Regions from separate parts of the Mus musculus genome. Here region 1 is linked to region 2. A link is a contact called in public Hi-C data. All regions are on one chromosome and are shown on one strand. The core of a region is the stretch at or near the end of the contact, and the rest is flanking DNA. Distances in the headings are between cores, read along the strand shown.

Region 1 (7,521 bases), core at 4,948-7,447, 2.1 Mb before region 2:
AACTACTGGAGAGTTCTGAAGACCCAAAGTTACAAGATCTCCATGACACAGGGCAACAACAGGATACCTGAGAGGAGTCCTGGTGAGGATCCAGTATTGATGGTGTATCGAAGCCAGAGGCTTCCAACAAAACCAATTCCACTGCAATGAAGATCTACAAGTAAAGATGTTAGGACAAAAGGGTATACTATATGGCACACTGTGACACACAGGTGGGCTGCAAGGGTGGAGGGCAGGTACAAAGGGACAGGGAGTTGAGTGGGACTGGGGTACATAATGTGAAATTCACAAAAAGTCAATAAAATGTTAGATTAAAAAAAGAAGGACCACATTCAAGGTCACCGTCATCAGGGAAACCCCTAAACGGGGCTATGTGCCTTGCCCACTTCTCCTTTGCCTCCTAGCCCTGACATGAATACTTTTGCTCTGCCATGTACTTCCACGGTGACATGACCGCACCACATATCCTCAGCAACAGGTGACTGTGGACTGTAACCTCTAAAACTAGGAGCCTAGGAAACTGTTTCACTTGTAAATTATCTCAGGTGTTATTATAGTATCTGAAAGCTACTAATATAGCAACCAAATCAAATGTGGATGAAGCATCATAAAGGATGGAAATTTGGAGCCATAAGCGCTGTTAAGAAGGAAATAGCAACAACTGAGGAATAAGCGGTCCTCTACCACACTGCAGCAGCGAGTCAAAGGGCAGACGAAGGGAGAGCTAGGGCTGCTCAAGAAGGAAGACTGAGAGGAAGAACTACTCAACAGCCCAAGGAAGACTCTTCACCTCAGTCAGGCAGAAGAAAAGAATCTCATGGGACCTGCCTAGAAAACATACTATCCCTCCCCAAATAATGGATGGAGAGGGTCTCTTATATTGTGCCATTGAATTATATACCAAAAAAGAAGTATTTAGCTAAATGAGACACACAGCTAGAGTTTGAATATAGAAACAAATAATAACTAGGGCTGGAGAGATGACTCAGTGGTTAAAGAGCACTGACAAGTCTTCCAAAGATCCTGAGTTCAAATCCCAGCAGCCACATGGTGGCTCATAACCATTTGTAACAACATCTGATGCCCTCTTCTGGAATGTCTGAAGACAGCTACAGTGTACTTACAAATAATAAGTAAATCTTTTTTAAAGAGAGAAAGGAAGGAAGGAAGGAAGGAAGGAAGGAAGGAAGGAAGGAAACACACACATAACTACATCAATGAAAATAGCCATTGTGTGAAAATGCCCTTGAAAACCTTTATCATAGTGGAAACATAGTGATAGACACCAACAGTGACAGCATCTGGGAAGTTGAGACAGGGGGATTATAAATTTGGGATCAGCATGAGCTACAAAATAAAAGAAAACCAGTAAAGAACAGGCTTTTGCAGATTGCTACAATAAAGAATGGTGCTCCAGCAGCCAAGCAAGACGCCCAAAGGGAAGAAGGCCAAGGGGAAGAAGGTGGCCCCAGCCCCCGCCGTCATCAAGAAGCAGGAGGCCAAGAAGGTGGTCAACCCTCTGTTCGAGAAGAGGCCCAAGAACTTCGACATTGGGCAGGACATCCAGCCCAAAAGAGATCTAACACGCTTTGTCAAATGGCCCCACTACATCAGGCTGCAGGGGCAAAGAGCCATCCTCTACAAGCGGCTCAAAGTCCCTCCTACCATTAACCAGTTCACCCAGGCGCTGGACAGGCAGACAGCTACTCTGCTGCTTAAGCTTGCCCACAAGTACAGGCCAGAGACAAAGCAAGAAAAGAAGCAAAGGCTACTGGCCCGTGATGAGAGGAAAACTGCTGGCAAAGGCAACGTCCCAACTAAGAGACCACCTGTCCACTGAGCAGGAGTCAATACAGTCACCACCTTGGTGGAGAACAAGAAGGCTCAGCTGGTGGTGATTGCCCATGATGTAGACCCCATTGAGCTGGTGGTTTTCCTACCTGCCCTGTGTCGAAAGATGGGGGTGCTCTACTTTATCACCTGCTCAAACATCTGGGAATGTCTTGAGACTCAAAGTGTTGGTACCCCGGAGCTTTTAGAAATGCACACGCCTGTCCCCTTCAAACATCACGCCCAGATGACCGAGCTGCATGCTCCATGCAGTATTAGAAGGTCCAATTTACTGGACAGTGAGTCTCCCCAGCCCAGGAAGCCTAGGGCCAGCCATTCTGGATTTCAGACTTTGGAATATTTGCATATGTAATGTCTTAGAGAAGAGCCAACTTTAAACACTAAATTCACATATATCCCATAAGCATCTTCTACACATGGCCTGAGTGTGATTATATGCAGAGTGTTTCTGAGTTTTGACTATAACCTGTCAGACGAGGTAGGCGTGGACGCCCCACGCGTGGCGTCACATCAGGACTCTAAGGTTTCAGATTTGGAAGCTCTCTGAGTTCTGGATGCGAAGATGCTCAGCTCATGCCTGGCAACCTAAGTGAGCATTCCCTCCATCACAGCTCCACCTTGCCCTTCTTTCTCCTAGGACCTAATGGTTATTCCAAAGCTTGGAGGAATTCATTTTGTTTGCATCAAAGCTCTTACACAGCCGGAAGTATCCGTTAATCAAGTAGTCCTCCCGTTCTGTTTCGGACTTGTCTTGCTTTCCAAGCAGAGTTGGAATTTAGCAAGAGATTTGAATACAGGTTTGGTGCATTGGAGTTGAGAAAGAAAAGCATCCAGAGAAAAGGCAGACCACCCAAGACTGTGGCGAGGTGCCTCGTCCCAGCATGCTATAGGACAGCTGCAGTTAAATCCCTCAGCCAATGACAAACCTTGCTTCTGCGCATGCGCTGTCCGGGTTTCAGACCCTTATTTCAGTACACACTAATAGTGCTGTAAAATTTAAGGTCTGGGGAAATGAAAAAAGGCATGTGTCAGTACAGGGTTTTCATTTCTTTTGCTTTTTTGTCTGGTTTTTGGTTTTTGAGACAAGGTCTCCTATGTTGCGTGAGCTGGCCCAGAACTTGCTCTGTGACAAGGCGGGCTGTGAACTCAGAATGTTCTTGCCTTGGTTTTTCTCAAGGCTGGGATTACAAAAATCCTCCACCACACCTACATCACTAGTTTTTCTTTTTAAAGGATATTTTATCACATTTGAGAGAGGCTTGCGCCATGGCACACCTGTGGCGGACAGAGGACAACTTGTGGAAGTTGGTTCTCTCTTTCTGTATGTGGGTCCCCAACTGACAAACTGAGTTCAATCCTTGGGACCAACATGGTAGAAGGAGAACCAACTCCAAAGGTATACTCTGACCTCTACACACACACACACACACACACACACACACACCATAAATCAATAAATGTAATTTTAAAGGAAAATTTTTTTTTACTCTACAGAGCACAAAGATACCATTATTTGGTTATCCCTGACCACAGAGAAGGTAAGAAATCTGCCCACGTGGTCACTTACTTATACTTAAGTTTTATGTATGAGACAGGCAGTTTCAACCCTCACTAAACCAGACTCACACATGTAGAACTGAGTAATATCAATGGCCACAGAATGCAGTGGGAACAACCCGAAAGTCTGAGGCAGGCTCTGAAATCAGGAAGTTGTCCTAAAACTGCTGTTGTTCACATATGGAACTTTCTCCAAATAATGTTTCTGTCATTAAATTTCAGGAAATAGCAATTGGGTTGTCTGGTCCAGGACAATGGTACAGTCATGTAAAATTAAACAAATATTTCTTTGAAAGCAATATGACAGCCAAGCAGTGGTGGTGAATGCCTTTAATCTCAACACTGTGGATGCAGAAGCAAGCAGATCTTTGAGTTCGAGGCCAGCCTGGTCTACAGAGTGAGTTCCAGGAGAGCTGGAGCTACACAGAAAAACCCTGTCTTGAACCACCACTCCAAAAAAAAAAAAAAAAAAACCCATTATGACAAGGGCTTGTATTGGAGTTTTCAGCTGACGTGAAAGGCACAGGAGTAGTGGTCAGATAGACCTGTGTTCACTTCCTAATGTGACGTCTCAACCGCACACCCTCAGAGAAGCCCTTATGCTCTAGCATCAACTGATCTTGGTGGTGGGAAAATACAGTGCTCTAAGATATGCACTTCCTTAGCCAGTGTTCAGCCACTACAACCATTTAATAAAAGTCAGTTGTAACCCAGTAAAAATAATGCGGAAATAGAAGTGGTGGTGATCATCTAGGTGTGACAGCAAGGTCTTATAGGCACACAATTTCAACTGGGACAACCAAAGGGCAGATCAGAAAGTGTGTGTGTGTGTGTGTGTGTGTGTGTGTGTGTGTGTGCGCGCGCGCGCGCGCACAAGTACCTGTGTATACAGGTGAGTGTGTGTCTTACTGGGTATTGAAAGAGCTACACCCCCAGACCTTATAAATGTTATAATCAGCAAACATGTTTTATAATAACTTGATATATTTCAATACTTTTCAAAAATACCTGAAGGGATTGGAGTGTTCAGTGGTACACATGTACACACATACACTCTGAGCAAGGAGACATCCTATGTATCTGAAAGGCATAAAACTGTACAGTACTGGTAGTAGATTTTTTTCTTCCTGCAAAGAGCCTTTCAATCAAGAAGCTATACCATAGGACCAGTGAGATGGCTTGGCAAACAAAGATGCTTGCTGCCAAGCCTGACCGGACCCACATGGTGCCAGAGAACTGACTCTTGCAAGTTGTCCTCTAACCTCCACACCTTCACTGTGGTACCCATGCCCAACAACATACATGCACTGAAATATTAAAATATTAAAATCTAATCAACTTTTAAAACTATAGCATAAACATAAGTGGGAGGTATAACCACAACCAATATACATAATTTTTAAATCCCTAAACTCTTACAAATAACTTGTAAATGGTTTTCAAAATAAAGTCTCTTGTTCTTAATTCTTATAACATTCTAACCCATCACCAAAGAAAAGACAAAACCCAATCTCAATTATTGCTAATAAGTTACTTCTTGTCTCTTGGAATGTTAGCAAACAGTAATACATTCCATGGTGGTACACACCTGTAATAACAACATTTGGGAACCTGAGGCAAGATATGCTTAAAGATGGCCTAGGATATACAGAAAGTTCCAGGCCTGTTTTGGGCCACATTATAAATTTTTAAAAATAAGAGAAAGGAAGAAAAGATAAAAACCCCACTTTCTCTCCAGTATCTTTCAATTTGTGTGTATAAAGTGAGATGTATGTATATATGTGTACACATTAGACACAATTTGATGTTTAAAGACAATGTGAGATACCAAAAAATAATCTATACGTTTATACAGAAAAATCAAAGGCAAATGCAGACCTTGCTTGGGAGGAGCTGCTGATAAAATCAGCTTAGTCCATCTAAACTGCTGTGGTCTGCAAAGGAAAGAGAAAGGATAACCATTAATCCTATTGCAGGCAGCACTGGAGAGCATCAACATGCTCCCACTTCAGCCGCAGACTGAGCAGCGATTTGACGCTCTGCTCACAAGACCTGTTGAAATGTCACAGGAGAAAGAAGCTCTTACTCCACGTGACTGCTACATGGACTCCTTAAAAATCACTCCCCGCTCAAAGGTGTTTATAGGATCTACCCACGCCGTGTTAGCGGTTTGTTTGAATGCAAGCCTCCTTTCTAATTAAGAGATCATCCTACATCTCCCGAACCATTACATGGCATTGAGCGTTAGTCCTGTTGACCAAGCATAGCCAATGCATTTATACATCCGAGATTAATTTCTGGGATATTTCTTACCTGATGCCAACAAGTGGGCTTTGACTCGCCTTGCTACGAACCCACTATCCACAGACTTCCCTCCGGATGAGAATCCAGTGCTGGAACAGAAGTAACAGCCGTGCAAGGAAAAACAACACTTAACACCACTAGTACCTCTTGGTCTTGTTTGTGTTCGAAGTTTTCCACGTTCCCAAGCAGACAGAATCCTGCCAAGCAGCAACACAAGCTCCGCGGAGGTGAAGTGAGTCCCAAGATCCCCTGCACCCTCTTGTCATCCCCCAGAGACAAGCAGGGGAGACGACATGGATCCCTCGGAAGCCACAAGTGACAAGAGAGAAAAACTCCAAGTCCGGATGCTCACAGAGAGGATGAAACCACCAGGGAGACTGTAAGAGGGGTGAGGCTGCAAGACAACAGCCTGCGGAAGACACCTCCCCACTCCAGCCTGAATCCAAACCGCCTTCGCCCTGTTGTCATAGCATTTTACAACGGAGGCTACTGCGCAAGTCAGACGCGGGACCGCAGGGCTTGCTGGGTGTTGTAGTCCGAGCGGCTGAGCGCGAGCTGTGGGGATGATTTCCCGTGTCGCCCGTATGGAGTAGAGTGGCTACGGGGCGGGGTAGGGCTGGGCGCCTCAGAACCACCTAAGCAGGCCTGTCCCTCAGGGTATCGGCGGCGGAAGTCCCGCCCCTGTGGGGGTTCTCGTGCCACAGACCACGCCCTCCTGTGCTTAGGTGTTATCCTAGTGTCTAGGCCTGAGCATGTAAATGGTTTACCTGTTTGAATCCGTTTTCTTTCTTTCCTTGGCCTAACTGCTGTAGCCAAGATTTCAAGCACCGTATTGAATAACAGTGAAGTGTAGACCCCCTTGTTTCATTACTTGTTTAGAAAACATATCTACAGTTTCTCCCATGTAGTATATATAGGTTATAGGTTAATTTATATAGTCTAGATGGCTAATCTTTGTTGTCAACCTGATACACCTAGAAAGAGGTGACCTCAACTGAAAATTCCCTCCGTTTAGTTAACCGGTTGGCAAGTCTGAGAGCATTTTCTTGATTGCTTAGTGATGTGGGAGAGCCCAGCCCACTGTGGGCTAGGCTGATGGGTCTGGGCATATAAGAAAGAGAACCAGAGAGCAGCTGTCCTCCACAGTACCCACTTCAGCCACTGCCCTGTTTGGGTTCCAGAATTGACTTCCTAACCAGTGGACTGTAACCTGTAAGATGAAAAAGGCACAATATGTTCTCCACGCCATTTTTGGTCATGGTACTTATCAAAGCATCAGAAAGCAAGCTGCTGCAGCTCCGTGGCGTTGGGGTATGGCCACTATTTTCTTCAGGCCTTTTATCATAATAGAATATTAAATTTTGTCAAAGGCCTTTTCAGTGTGTACTGAGACGACCATGCGATTTCTCTCCCCGAATCTTTCTGTATTGAATTACATTTATTGTTGGACTGTCCTGGCATGCCTCGAATGAAGCAGAGTTTGTTCACCCTATATTTTTTATTTTTTTTAGAAATATGATATTAAATTATGTGTATTTCTGGGAAATTTCTACATAATAGTTTTTTTGTTGTTGTTGTTTGGTTTTGTTATTTTGTTTTTTTTTTTGTTTGTTTGTTTGTTTTTTTAGTTTGGTTTTGGTCTTGGTTGGTTGATTGCTGTGCTCTTACCAAGTTTTTGGTATCAGAATGAAGTTAGCGTTATAAGATGAATTTGCAAGTGTTCTTTCCAGTTCTATTTCATGAGGAAATTTGTTTCTTTTATTTATTATATCTGTGCATATGAGGGTTTGGCCTGCATGAATGTAAATG
Region 2 (6,846 bases), core at 4,039-6,538:
CCCAGACCCCTAGTTATCAATAGTAAACAAAAAAAGGGAGAAATGTAGGGTCACAGGCTAATGAAAAATCACCAGGACTGGTCTGTCCCTGAACTTGGAAATCCCCATCCCTATGACTCAGTGTTAACCAACAATGCAGTACTTTTCCACTAGCTCAATGTACATGCTCTAAAGACCCTATAAAAACTTCCTCTCAGTGGGAGTGGGTGGGTAGGGGAGCGGGGGTGGGGGGGTGGGGGAGGGTATGGGGGACTTTTGGGATAGCATTTGAAATGTAAATGAAGAAAATATCTAATAAAAAATTGGGAAAAAACCCCAAAAAACCCAAAAAACCTTCCTCTCAGCCTAGATGGCTGCTCTCTCTGTTCCCAGCCAGAGGCAGCCACCATTCTGGATTTCTCTCCAATAAATCCTCTTGTGTGAGGCTTATTGCTGTTGGGTTTCAGACCTGGAAGAATCAGCTGAGGTGCATGTTTAACATATCAATGTGGACCTGGCCTCCAGGTTCTCCCAGCCTCCCTCAATCCTGTTACAGGAATGGTTGTTGTTCACTGCCCTCTATGTTGAACTTTTCCAAACAAGGTGCTAGGCTTCCTCTCACCCAGCAGCTATTCATTATATAATCCAGATATTTGGTTATCTTTCTTCTTTTTCTGTATGCAAGCTTTCCCTCTTTCTCTTCCCCTTCTCCTTTGTCTCCTTCCTTGACCCCCTCTTGTGTGGTTGGTGAACTTGCCTGAGAGCTATCCCCAACAGACCTGCCTTTACACTTTAATATGGCTCGAGTCAGCTCATTTTGTTGGTGGAAAATGCCTATCAGTTTTATGGTGTGACTTTCTGGTATTCCTTGGCTCCTGATTGCTAAGATACCCTTGTGCCAGAAAACACTTTCACATATGCTTATTTACTTGAGAGAGAAAGGGCAATTTACTAGTGATTACATCAATAAAACATATGACTCTCTCTTTTTCAGCAAAGTCTTTTCTTTTTTTATTGGTTATTTTATTTATTTACATTTCAAATGATATCCCCCTTCCTGGTTTCCCCTTCAGAAACCCTCATTCCATCCTCCATGCTCTATGAGGGTGCTCCCCAACCCACCCACCCACTCCTGCCTCACCACCCTAGCATTCCCCTATGCTGCAGCATAGGGGAATTGGTCTTCACAGGACCAAGAGTCTCTCCTCCCATTGATGCCAGATAAAGCCATCCTCTGCTATGTGTGCAGCTGTAAGACCCCAACTCAATGTGTCTCTTAGACCCCTAGAAACGAAGCCCAGCATGGAGTTCTTTGTTCTTTTGCCTTCATCCTGAGAGAATGTTGACCACTGGGTGACCCATTCAGGTGCCTGACCCATAGTGTAAGGGACCAAGAATATTTGCCAAAGATAGCCTGTAACCTTTCCGTGAGAGATGAGCTGTAATTCATCATCCCGATTCTTATGATGTTTACTCAGCTTCCCCATTCTTTGTGCTCTCTCTCCTCCCCTCGTATTGCGGTTTATTCTTTAAAAACCCTCGACTGCAACTGCTGGGGGTCGATCTCCTCTGCCCCGTGTGGGTTACGAGCTTGGCCTCAGCATGCTGATTCCTGAATAAACCTCATGTGATAGTGCATCAAGAACAGTTTCTCTCAAGTTATTGGGGCGTTGGCTCATCCCGGGACTTGAGCGAGGGTCTCCCCGAAATGGGGGTCTTTCACAGCTGGAGCCATGGGTCCCTCCATGTCTACTCTTTGGTTGGTAGTTTAGTCTGGGGGTACTGGTTGGTTGATCTTGTTTTTCCTATGGGGTTGCAAACCCCTTCAGCTCCTTCAGTCCTTCTCCTAACTCCTCCGTTGGGATCCCCATGATTAGTCCGATGGTTGGTGGTAAGCATACACATCTGTATTGGTCAGGCTCTGGCAGAGTCTCTCAGGAGACAGCTATATCAGGCTCCTGTAAACAAGCATTCCTTGGCATCAGCAATAGTGTCTGGGTTTGGTGGCTGCATCCCCAGGTGAAGCAGTTTCTGGATGGCCTTTCCTTCAGTTTCTGCTCCACTCTTTGTCCCTTTTTTTCCTTTAGACAATTCTGGGTTAAAAAAATTTTGAGATGGGTGGATGGTCCCTGCTCTCATCTAGTAATTATGCCTAACCTCTGGATATGGTCTCTACAGGTTATCTCTCCTCTTTGATATTTCCGATGTCATCCTCGTTGGGTCCTTATAGCTTTTTGCTTTCCTGGCTTCTGGGACTTTCTGGTGGCTAGCCCCAATTCCCCAACCCCCACTGAACCTCTGTTCAATTTTCTGATCCTCTGTACATCTCCCCAGTCTCCTCCCACACCTGATTCTGGCCCCTTTCCCCTCCCCCTCCTTTCTTCCTCCCAAGTCCCTCCCATCCTCTATCTCCCATTACTATTTTGTTCCCCCTTCTAAGTAGGACTGAAGCATCCACACTTTGGTTTTTCTTCTTGAGCTTCATATGGTCTTCGAGTTATATTGTGGGTATTCCAAGCTTTCTTCCTAATATCCACTTATCAGTGAGTACACACCGAGTGTGTTCTTTTGTGACCTCCTGCAATGTTTAACAAGCTATAGTTTATGGCTCTTCAGGGCGAGGTGTGGGTCTCATGAGTTGTGTGACCCTGTTCCTGAAGAGACATGAACATCTATTTATACCTGACAGGGAAGTGATGACATACCAAATCATAAATACCACCAAAGTACAAATTTGTGAACAAATGAGTTTTATTTGGGTCATTTACAAGAACATTGGTGAAGTGTTACTTATAGGAGTGGAAATAACTCCAAGATAGCTATCCCACCAAAGCCCACCCCAACATGGATGATGGCTCACAAATGCTGGGAACCTGGGGCATACTGCACAGCCTGCAGGCTGAGTAACAGGCTAAAGAATGTCCCTTCTAGGTAGGGTATCATAAGTCTCTTCTAGGCAGCATGGTTAATCTCTGTTTCTTCCAGGCTGCTCACCTGGCATGAGCCTCTTCTAGGCAGCCCAGCTTGAGATTATCTCTTAGTAGTCCTTACTGCTAATACACACTTGGAAAAGAAGGGACCTAGTGAATCTGATCTATTTCAGGAACTTCCTGATGCCCCTGAGTTGTTTACTTCCTGAGCTTAAGGAACTTCCCTGCAGGACAGAATATTTCACCTCTTAGTAAATAACCTGTGACTTAAAGAACTTTTCCTGTAGGACATCCTGTGTCTTTCCAGTTGATGTGCCCAGCCATTGCTCTTAGGAGCTCATGGGTGTTTTGGTCATGTCTAGAACACAGTGTTCACAATACTCCTTTCCATCCTCCAGTTTATATTCATTTAACCCTTGTTTCCTCGATGTTTCATGGGCCTTGGAAAGAAGGATACTGATTTCCTATTTAAGGCCGAGAACTGAAGAGTCGCTTATTCTTAGCACTTTGATCTATTATAAGTCTCTGCATTACCCACTGCCCACTGGGGGTGGTGAGTGAAAGGCCAGGGTTGAGAGGAGCATCAATATATGGGTACAAACATTTAGAAAGAAAAATTAACAAACAACAACATTTAGCAAAGCCAAAGTAGTAAGACACTCCCCTTCCCCAGAGTCTACAGTTTATTCTGAGTCTATTAGCAGGAACAAGAAGATAAACCTACTTTTTCAGGCTTTTCCTACTCATGTCCCCCCAAATTTTCATCTTTCTATTCTGCTTTAGTAAAGATCTAGGAACATACAGTCACTAGAAGAATGTAGTGACAGGAGAGACTGTAAGAGTTACAGTAATATTAAACATATAAAAGCCAGTTGGCAGAAAAAGACTTCCTCATGGAAGTCTTTTTATATAACATGTACAACATATATGAAGCATGCTCAAAAGAAGCCCTCACATACTTAGGAGTGGCAGGTACTATATAAATGTCATGATAAGGGTCATAAGGAACAGATTTCATTTTCTAGGCTCTTTGCTCTCTAGACCACTCCCATTCTCAAGAGTGCTCCTCACCCCCTTTAAGCCCTTTCCTTCCTTTCTTTCTCTTGTGTGTGACCCTATATTCCTGACTAGTTTGAAACTATTTATGTAGACTTGACTGGACTCAACTCACACTGTTTCCGACTCTTGCAAACTCTGAATTTAAAAAAGTGTGGGTCTCAAAAGAGTCCGGTCCCCAATGAAGGAGCTAGAGAAAGGACCCAAGGAGATGAAGGGGTTTCCAGCCCTATAGGAGGAATAACAATATGAACTAACCAGTACCCCCAGAGCTCCCAGGGACTAAACCACCAACCAAAGAGTACCCATGGTGGAACTCATGGCTCCAGCTGCATATGTAGCAGAGGATGGCCTAGTTGGTCAGCAATAGGAGGAGAGGCCCTTTGTCCTGTGAAGGTTCTATGCCCCAGTTTAGGGAATGCCAGGGCCAGGAAGCAGGTGTGGGTGGGTTGGTGAGCAGGGGGAGGGGAGAAAGGATAGGGGGTTTTCGGAGGGGAAAGCAAGAAAGGGGACATTTGAAATGTAAATAAAGTAAATATCTAATAAAAAAAGTGTGGGTCACTATGCCTGGTCCCAATTTTCTTTTAGTTATTATTTTGTATAATGTGGTTAAGAGTGCAGGTGCACGTGTGCCGGCCTGAGGACAACTTGTGGAAGTTCGGCTCGCTCATCGGGTCTTGAACTGAGGTTATCATCAGGCTTGGAGGCAAGCTTCTTTACTCTGTGAGCCATCTCATCCACCCTACTTTCCTTTTCGTAATAAACTGTCTTTACTTCGAAAGGCGTGTTTCTCGTCTAATTCTGTGACTAGAGACACAAGTACCTGGATACTTAAGTGGGTGCATTAAGGCTCACAAACCTAACAGGAGCAACACTGGGTGACGTGTGCGCTTTGACAGGTCTGTCCTGTGTCCACACGGGCACAACTCCAGTCGTTGGTCTGGTTGTCAGGCCAGCAGTCTCTAAATCGAGTTGGGGTAAAGCCACTCTTGGGGCAGGAATCGGTAACTGCCCTGCCTGAAGGGGCGTAAACTCAGGGTAAACTGAAGCGCCCGAAGCCGGAGGACACTTAAGTCGAAGAAAACAGCAGTGACATCAGCCGCCCTCCGCAGTCTCTTACGCTCCAGCCCTTGGTTGCAGAGTTCTTTTTCCATCTCTGTGGTCGTCAACTTGTATGAGACGCTGGCGACACTAAATAAATTCTTGCTCTGAACGTCTTCCAAACAGCCCGCGCAGTGGTCGGAACTGGTCCTGCAGCCCCAGGCCGGGAGCGGAAGTGCCGTTGGCGGTGTTACCTTCCGACTCTTCCGGCGCGAGCTCTAGGGTGTGAAGCTCCTTTGTTCCTCAGAGGCGGGGTCCGCCCCTCGGCGGCTGCACTTCCTCGGGCTGTGCGGGCCAGCGCGGCCGGAACCTCCGCTGCGCGCTTGGTTCTCTGTCTTTATTTTCAGGAATTGGCGAGTTCAGGTGAGTGCGAGGTGAAAGCTGTTGAGAGGGCTTTGCCACCTTGTATTTACAAACGCGTGTGTCGTCAGAAATACGGCATCCTCTTCGCACGTCCCTTATTTGTTTCCAACACTTAGTTACATTTGGGTAGAAAGCCATCTCTTTAGTTGTCGGTGTGCTTGTAAACGCGTGTGTACTGGAAAAACAAAAAACAACAAACAAAACCTTAAACCAGTATTCACTCATTGTAGCGGAATTTCTTAGGCCCTACCTACAGGATTCAAAACAAGGACCTGTAGGAGGAATGGGTGGAGACTATTGAAGTATTCGGGTTGATTTATTTCTGCAAAAAATGTTTGGGTGAGTTGTGTTGATGGAAAAAAAAAATAGCTCTGGCCTTAAAGGAAATAAAAGTTGATCCTGAACCAAATAATGACAATGACCAGAAAAATATGTGTTTCCCCAAAATAACATGTTCCATTGTGGAAGTGGTTACATGACTTATTAGTGTTTTTATTTATTTATTTATGGGTGTTTTATTTGGTCATTTCTTGTATATGTGGATAGTTGGTTATGGCAAAGCGACAAAATTCAGCCTATATTCTTGGGCAGCTTGTAGCAATTGGAGAAGCTTAATATTTAATAAAGGAAATAAATATGAGACTGCAAATTGATGAAGACTCAAAGTTGAGGGCTATATTTTTCCTGTCTTTGTATGGTAATAGGTAAAATAAAGAAAAAAATGGCGATTTAATCCAAAAATACTAGATGTTGGAGTTAGTGATGCTGAAGGGAGTGGGAAATAGTCATCTCTCCCTCTTCCTAAAGTATTAGCGAGTGTTGGGACTGCCTTTTTCAGTGTGTCACCTGAGTCTCTTTGGAGATCATTGTTCTTGTTTGTTAGGATTGACAGAGGCAGTATGATAATGAAAGAGAGAGGAGACCTCAGCAGAAGGAGGTTGTCCTTTCCTGGGAAGGTGGAGAGTGTGTGTCGAGGGGCTTGGGGTTTGAGAGGGCAGAAAAGAGACTGGAAATTTCATCTGTATGTTTGTTCTTTGTAGTCTTAGGACGGAGACATGCCAGTAGTTGCTTTATCATATGTTGAGTGTTTTTGTAAGGTTTTCCCTGGCTCCTGACTGCAGATCATGTTCTCTTCAGTGTTGGCTTTCTAGTCAGTATGCTGAGTCAGGAGTTTCTCAGCCCCTCTGATGCCCTTTACTTTAGATTATTAACTCGCCAGTGTAATGTTACACTCGTGTTCCTGAAGAAGTTGGGTCTCGCCGCAGCGCTCTTGCTTGCAATGATAGTGCTTGATGACAGTTCTGTTAGGTCACCTGGAAAATGAGTACTATTTCACTTTGGAGGTGGAAGCAAACTCTGCTGAGAAGCTATTGAAGTAGACACTACAGAATTTATTGGAGTTCAGTAATTACCAGAT

Evidence for each region. Hi-C and Micro-C count contacts between places; a contact is called where the count stands out from the background.
Region 1: a Hi-C map of CD4 T cells shows a contact between it and region 2, with 5 times the contacts expected there. The contact joins the promoter of Bbs9 here to the promoter of Zfp560 in region 2. A contact is called at or near these places in 2 of 39 promoter capture datasets (liver and pre-B cells) and 1 of 484 Hi-C or Micro-C datasets (CD4 T cells).

What each region holds. Positions count from the first base shown.
Region 1 is chr9:22,474,391-22,481,911 of GRCm38.p6, reverse strand. It overlaps Bbs9 (Bardet-Biedl syndrome 9 (human)), which reads right to left and starts at 6,197. Exons shown (of 23, transcript NM_001360259.1): 1 at 5,857-6,197. It also overlaps the pseudogene Gm2976.
Region 2 is chr9:20,383,600-20,390,445 of GRCm38.p6, reverse strand. Zfp560 (zinc finger protein 560) reads left to right here and starts at 5,288. Exons shown (of 7, transcript NM_001004190.3): 1 at 5,288-5,429.